Regions from separate parts of the Mus musculus genome. Here region 1 is linked to region 2. The links are chromatin contacts, called in public HiChIP or PLAC-seq maps. All regions are on one chromosome and are shown on one strand. Each heading gives the region's core, a stretch centred on a gene start, on an enhancer-like site or on the middle of the called end of the contact. The rest is flanking DNA. Distances are from core to core; before and after follow the strand shown.

Evidence for each region. HiChIP or PLAC-seq counts read pairs in DNA pulled down with a chosen protein or histone mark.
Region 1: a contact with region 2 is called in a Foxp3 HiChIP or PLAC-seq map of regulatory T cells, with 5 times the contacts expected there. The contact joins two enhancer-like sites. A contact is called at or near these places in 2 of 15 datasets of contacts at CTCF or cohesin (CD8 T cells and pro-B cells), 18 of 484 Hi-C or Micro-C datasets (CD4 T cells, CD8 T cells, the G1E-ER4 cell line and 8 more), 8 of 115 datasets of contacts at active chromatin or transcription factors (CD4 single positive thymocytes, CD8 T cells, Th2 cells and 3 more) and 1 of 9 other capture datasets (embryonic stem cells).

The regions. Positions count from the first base shown.
Region 1 is chr2:76,214,021-76,218,062 of GRCm38.p6, forward strand. Pde11a (phosphodiesterase 11A) reads right to left here. Exons shown (of 20, transcript NM_001081033.3): 3 at 1,298-1,387. Among named protein-coding and RNA genes, the nearest start is that of Pde11a, 120 kb to the right of the region's middle. Within about 2 kb of position 1,356, at least 41 of the 459 cell types and tissues checked have an H3K27ac peak or open chromatin away from gene starts, as enhancers often do. A contact at or near this core is called in CD4 single positive thymocytes, CD8 T cells, Th1 cells and 4 more, where this site is marked.
Region 2 is chr2:76,127,223-76,130,699 of GRCm38.p6, forward strand. All of the region lies in intron 9 of Pde11a (phosphodiesterase 11A), which reads right to left. Among named protein-coding and RNA genes, the nearest start is that of Gm52518, 92 kb to the left of the region's middle. Within about 2 kb of position 1,354, at least 29 of the 459 cell types and tissues checked have an H3K27ac peak or open chromatin away from gene starts, as enhancers often do. A contact at or near this core is called in CD4 single positive thymocytes, CD8 T cells, Th1 cells and 4 more, where this site is marked.

The DNA.
Region 1 (4,042 bases), core at 106-2,605, 87 kb after region 2:
TTTGTTTATAACGCTTATCACTGTCTGACATTGTGTGGTTTTTCTTTTCTTTTCTTTTCTTTTCTTTTCTTTTCTTTTCTTTTCTTTTTCTTTTTTATTATCTATTGTTTCCACTAGACTAGTAAGCTTTGTAAGGACAGACAGTATCTCATGAGAACTACACAATATGTATTTGTTCAATGAATAAGTAAACTGTGCCATCCACAAGGATGAAAGGACTGTCTTAGTACAAGAAGCTTCCCTTAAGGAATAATGGGATTACAGAAGAGGGCCATCGTCAAATATTATAATAACGTGATGGGTACCTGCACTAGAACAAGGAAGGACCGGAAGTGGGGAGAGGAAGATGCACTGGGACCTGTGAGGCAGTTGGCAGAGGGAGAGGAGTCATTGGAAACAGAGGAGAAAGGGGGTGGGGGTGGGGGTGGGGTGGAGGTAGGAGTGTGATAAGATGAAACAAACAGGCTGTTATCTGGAAGTCACAGAAACATCACTGGAATAGGAAATGAAAGGAATAGTCGAGCAAGAAATGGTTCTAAAATGAACAGGAGACCCAGGTGGAGGAAGGGCACACTACGCCCTGCTAAGGAAGACGGCTGTGTGGTCAGCAAGTATTCATATGCTTACTATCAAATAGTCACTGTCATGATGCTTTTGTAAATACACTTTAATCTATTTCATTGGCTGAGGGATTTAATCCATTTTTAACATTTTCTTATTGAGTTTGTTTCTGGGTTGTAACAATGATCTTCATATATATAAATGTAGAGTGAACCTCGATCTCTGGTTGATAATTTAAGGCTGTATGAGTCTGTGGGTACATTTTACTGTGTGAGTCTACAGTTCCTAAAGGTATATAAGATCATTGCCTCTAATGTCCCTACAAAGCAGTGCTTCTTTGATGGTCCTACATGCCTTAGATTGCTTCTTCTAGAAAACCTTAGAAAAAGAATCTGCAAGGAGTGAAATTGTGCCCCTTGAAGGAACTAAACTAAAACTGCTGCTGTTTCAAAGCTAAGAGCACAGAGGATAAATATCCGCTGCCACACAGTATAGACGTGGGTTGATTTCCTTTTTTAAAAGAAACCAGTTCTATTTCCCAGAAACAACAACAGAAAATGTGTATTTTCTTGTAACCATAACTCATGCATTGTTTAAAGGGATCTTCAGCCCTGTCGTTCCAGGCTTGCACAAACAAGAATGATCTTCAGACTAGACAATGATCATCCGCTACTTTTAAAAGATGGAGTGACTCACATAAGCCAGGAAGACAGCGAGCTTGAAGCTAGCTACTCACCCTGCTTCTTTCGTATTCTTTCCTTGAGGCAGCGAAGAGCTGAGCATTAGATATGGCGATTCCACAGAACGGAAGATACATTTGCATAACCTGGGGCACAGAAAGCATTCAGAGCATTAGAGCTTCCACTCTTAACCAAAACCCACATTTCCTGCCTTTGGGGCTTTTTCCTTTCAATCGAATGAGCCAGACGTTGAGTTGTTAACACTCTCAGCTTTAGGGGCACAGTTCTCAGAGTTAACATTAAGATGGTGTATATCAGTCTTTAACTGGGAAAGTCACAGTTTTGAAAAGTTAACGGGAGTGAAACCAAAGATTCCAAAAGCTATATAATATGTAAACCATGCCTGTCACATTTAAATCCGCCTGCCTCTGCCTCCCGAGTGCTGGGATTAAAGGCGTGCGCCACCACGCCTGGCTTTTTAGTCCAACTCTGAAAAAACGAACGATAATGAAGAGAACTGGAAAGTCCTTGGAACTTAAGGCACATATTCACATGCATACTTAGAGGTGGGAAGGACATGAGTGAATCCCTGTGTACATGCCTGTCTATAAAAGCGATCACGCTTGTCCTGCCAGCTACTAGACTTGGGCATTTCTATTAGAACAGGTCCAGTAGGAATTTAGGTTCAAGACCTAGTGGATCCGTTTGGATCAGGTAGATATGATTAGGCAAGAATGCAAACTGGGATGGCTCTGCAGCAACCTATGGAAAGGCCTGGGGCCTATGAGAGAGAATGCCTCCTCCTCCAGGGGTTAAAAATACCCAGCTGTGCTGGGCCTAACCTTGAGAAACTCTCAAAAGGAAGTCAAAATCCGAGGCTCATGCCCATCTCAGAACATCCGATTTCTGGCAGATGGGATATCCCAGTAAAAACTGAACGGACTAGTTCCCTGAACTTTTTGCAGCATAAGAGGAATAAGAGACGTTTATCTGGGACTTCTCTGAACCCCAGTAGAAATGCCATGGTTTGTATTGGTCTTTTTCTGTCTGCACAAAGGCGCCAAGACACACAGAGCAGTTCCAGAAGTGGCCACCAGGGGCAGTGTATTGCTCGCCTATGCAGATCAACCGCACAGGAACACCTGTGAGACACCTCTGGGACACCCAGAATAGGGTTGCCTGGAATAAAGGATGACTTGGGGAAAATAAAAGCTGAAGCACAATTCCTACTCCCTATCATCTGTTATCTAACTCTGTCTACCGAGCCACACTCTGGCCTAGGGATCCCTAAAGGAATTTCAGAGCTCTTAAAGCTATGAAGTCATTCTTAGAGGAGAAAAGCAACAGGAGAGAAAACTGGGAGCAAAAGGCCCTACAAGTAGCTCATTTTGCAAATCCTTCAGGATTCCATCAGTGAGTCTTCCAGTTGCCCTCCCTAAACAGACGCTGCTTCTGTTTCTCCTCTTTCCCGTTCCTTGCCCCTCTCCTTTTCATGCTTTAGTGTGTTTTCCTGTAGGCCAGTAGGGACTGGGACACATCAAGCTGCAGCTATCCCTCCAGAGCATGCCTGCCTTTGGCCAGAACTGAACCCCTTTCAATACCAACAACACACTGAGCAGGTTTCTGGGTAGTTTCCTGGTTGGGGTGGGGTGTTTTGTTTAGTTTGTACTTTTTTTTTTTTTTTTTCTGCTGTGGAGATGGTGGCTATTACATGGACTAAGGAGAGTTGGATCCAAGTCACTGTTGTGAGTTGACTATGTCAGAAACATAGGTGAGCCCACTTGTATCTTTCATGATGTTATAATTTACTGACTAACAGTAAATCCACAAGGTGAGTGGTTACCATGACTAATAATCCAATTTCCCTTGATAACCCTGAATAGAGTGAACTCGGATTCTTTTATCTCAATCTTAATTACTAATATGCCATATACCACACACTACAAATTACATTGTGTGTGCGTGTGTGTTACAGAATGACTTTGCAAAGGGTTAAAACAGCAAGGGTTTGGAGGAGTTTCAAAGAGGCCTCAGAGGCCAAAGCTGGGAAACTGATATCGACCTAAGAATCTTTGTACTGATAACAAAGGAAACTGAGCTATGGAAGAAGTCAGAAGCTTCCATAGCTACTGGTGGTAGAGGAGAATTAGCTGTTGGGCTGTAGGGATTATGTGAAGGGCAGGACCAGGTCTGGCAGACTGATGGATGGTGAGGTGGAGGGACAAGAGACTGCAGTTTGAAGAGGCCGTATCAACACTGACTGACTAAGCTGAAGCTCCCGAGACACTTGGGTGTTCTCTTGCCACCCCCTGATGGACACACTGGGTGCTCTTCTGTCAGGCTGGTGGGCCCTCATCATTTTCAGGGATGGGGTCTACCTTGTTATAGGGGTGTAGGGATGGCGCTCTTCCCTTGACCTGCTATGTCTGTTAAGTTCTTGGGCTTGGTTTTCCTGATACAATTTTAATGCAACCTGTGTGCTCACGTTCTCAATGCACCACAATAAATGTATAAGGTGGCTCCCATTTAACTCCAAGAATAAGTCACTTGTCAGTCTCTGATTCATGGTTGGTATCAGACCGTCCTATTCACAGCTCTGTCCAACTGAAGGATCATCCTACATCTTCAAGACAGAGTCAGAGACTAATTGTAAAGTGGAGTCTCTTGGGGCAAGATACTGTTTTATACAGTAAAGACAAACTGAAAACCCAGTCTTACATAATATGGATTAACTTAAAAGGCACAACCTGACCTTGGAAACTACTTATTTTACTCTCTATCACTTATTCAGATTATGTTTG
Region 2 (3,477 bases), core at 104-2,603:
TAAGAAAATTACTAACTCCCTTCCAAAACAAGCCATAATACTTTTTAAAAAAGGAAATCATGAAATGTGGACATCCAAGAGAAGCTTAAAGCATGATATCTAAAGACAACAGGGAATCTTGGGACCCAGAACAGGAAAGGTATTTGGTAAAGAATCAGGAAAGGTGAACAAAGGAGCCCTCTAGGAGACAGAGTACAGCAATGATCATCAACTACAGCAAACACAGTAATAATAATAATGTACAATGGTAAAGGTAGAGGAAACATGATGCGGGGTACAAGGGGAGGCTACATTCTCTCTCTAAGTTTTCTATTAATATGAAATTGTTCTACATATGGCATATATGCGTGACATTCTTAACCAATAAGAACAAATCACTCTCTAACGTGTAGGGATCTGGAGAGAGAGCTCCAATTAAGAGTACTGGCTACGCCAGGCGTGGTGGTGCACGCCTTTAATCCCAGCACTTGGGAGGCAGAGGCAGCCGGATTTCTGAGTTTGAGGCCAGCCTGGTCTACAAAATGAGTTCCAGGATAGCCAGGGCTACACAGAGAAACCCTATCTTAAAAAAACTAAAAAAAAAAAAAAAAAAAAAAAAAAAGTACCAGCTGCTTTTCCAGAGGACCTAAGGTCGGTTCCCAGCACCCACACCAGGCAGTGTGAGACCGTCCGTAATTCCAGCTCCGGGGGATCCAATGCCATCTTCTGGCCGCTGTGCTCACACGTTCTCATGTGTACATACAGCCAGACACATAATTAAGAAAACAAATCTTCAAAATAAAACACAATGAAAAGTGAAAAAAATGCTCTAAAATAAGATGTACTTAAAAAATAGTATCTGGTTGGATGTTGATAGAGGTCCTCTGCTTTCCACAACACCTAAAGGAAAACACAGGAGCCCTCCCTAAGACTGAATATTGGATCTGAGGAATTTTGTTAAGTATTAGACAGATGCAATGGTATCTACAAACAAACCAAACCAAAACAACAAAATAAAATTGGCTTTATAGTGCTTAAAGACAGGAAAGAGCTGTTCTTCAAGCCGCCCCACGAGGGTGCTATTCCTTCTCTGGTGTCAAAGCGCTTTCCTGGAGACCAGGCATCTGCACTAATCAGAAAATCAATCCCTTCCTGGTCCTCTGGCTTCTGAACTGGCACCTACTTCTGAGGAATTGACTTTCACCCAGGGGCTTGGGGAAGTTATTGCAAGTAAAGCCCTGAATGAGGGTGGGGACAGGAATTGCTGTAACTATTACTGTCAACACCCAGGAGTGGCACCCCACAGTGTGTGCTGGAAGGAGATTCTTCCTGTACTTTATGATTATAATCTTTGCCTGTACTTTCTTGGATTTGATTCATTCAGCAAATAGTTCCTGCATGCAGCCTCACCAGACATCACACAGTTTCCTGTATGGCACTTTACTGTGACGCTCTCTTGGTATCTTGTTTACCTATTCCCGTTTTCTGCTAGAGTATAATAAATAGCACTTATATTCCCACTGCTCCATCCTTAGCAGCTAGAACAGCATGGGTCACAGTGAAGTGAAGGTGGTCGAAAGGGGACACGTGATTCTATGTACAGGAGCTTCCTAGTGAAATCAGAGTCACGGGCAAAGGGGTGGTTGCCATGGGTGACAGGGAGCTGAGTTAGATGTGCTGTGGATGTTGTCTCAGGTTGGGAGACAGAGAGTGGTGAGGGCTCTACAACAATGTGAAGCACTTAGACCCACTGAACTGAGTGCTGAAAAATGGCTGGAATAGTAAGTTCCATGTCGTGCTTATTTTTGCCACAACTACAAAGGAATAAAAAAGAACCCTGTCCCAGACTTAGAGGGATGAGCTGTGTCTCGGGAAGGGAAGGATGCATGGATCACTGAAGGTCAGTCCCTGTCAGGAGGGGCAAAGCTACAACATCGGGAATTGTCGACAGGAGAGGGCTCGCCACGGAGTTGTCTGGAGGGTTTGTGCAAACAAGTCCTTCTGCACAGAGAGAGCCGGAAGTCAGGCGAGGACACACCTCTCACAGAGGCTCTGCATCTCCACCCCACTTCTCCCTTGCTCTGAGCCTGTTTAGGGCAGGAAGGAAGAATAAGGAAATAAAAGAAGCTCATTGTAAACTCTCTTGGCAACAGGCTTCTAACTTCAGGAAAGAAGGCAATATATATACTCAATACCTCAGTGTGTCAGAAGATGCATCTAAGACCACCTTCGTCCAGGAGTGAAGACTGACTGGCTCAATGGATCAGGGAGAAGGGAAATGGGCAGGAAAGAAGAAATTAGTATCTGATCACGTGCTAGGAGTCCAGCTCTTTCACTCTTCCAACCAGAGGAGATTTTCCTCAGAGTTTAGGAGATTCCTCAGGGAGACTCATCTCTCCCCTCTTACTTCAGGAGGCTCCTTAACTCTAATAGAGGGAGGCTTCACACAAAGTCTGGAAAGAGATCTTTGAAGCCAGCCCTCCTTCCTTCCACACAAAACCAACTCTATTCATGGCATGGGGAATGCAGAGGAGATGCTCTGCCAGTTTGTGGGCAGCGAGACTTTTGTCATCAATCTCAAAGGGTCAAAGGTTTCCCTTTTGGATTCTTGTGCTGGAAGACCACAGTGGACGCAGCTCAAATGCTTTCACTTATCGTATGCATTTTTTTTTCTGAGTACCAATTGTGTAAAAAAAAAAAACACTAGGGGAGAGAAATAAAACAATCACATACTTCAGGGTACACACTTTCAGACAGAGGAACATACACAGGCATCATGCAGGGCAAAAGAAAGACAGCCACGGGACTAGACGTTTTCTGGAGTACATTTAAATTGAGCTCCGAATATCGGAATGGTCCTGAGTGGGGAGGCATAATTGGGACGGAGAATAATGAAAGCTGAGGGCACATTAAGGATCAGCTGGCAGACAGGCAGGTGGCTGATTTGTAGACTATGAAGCATTTGAGTGTGTAAGTAGCATACAATTCTCTGAGAAGAGAAATGAGAGCCAGGGGTAGGGAAGTAGTTTGGTGTGAGATTTCCAAGGGCCCCAGAGGCCAGGACATTTGTATTTTGATAGGGAATAGGGGAACAATTTAAGGTCTATGAGTCAGCTCGCGATGCACTCTACACTCTGTTGTAGGAGGAACAAGTAGAAGGGGATTGTGATTGCCCAGCCAAGAGGTAATGAAGCCCTTAAGTAGGACGGCTGCTGTGAACACTGGGAAGGAGGAAATAGATGGGAGGCTCTGGGGAGGTGGGGTAGATGACGCCTGGCTCCTGATTGCCTAGCCTCTCCCTCACTCTCTGTTTGACCCTCATTCTTCTCCTCTCTCTGATCATAAAACCGTGTGAGGCATCCCTTACCACCCAGACCTACACTTCCTGGAAATATTCTCGCCTGCATTAGGTAAGGCTTCATTCGCAATAACCGTGAAGGACACCCTGAAGAACAATTCCTGATGCTCCAAATGAGGACGTAATATTCCACATCTACA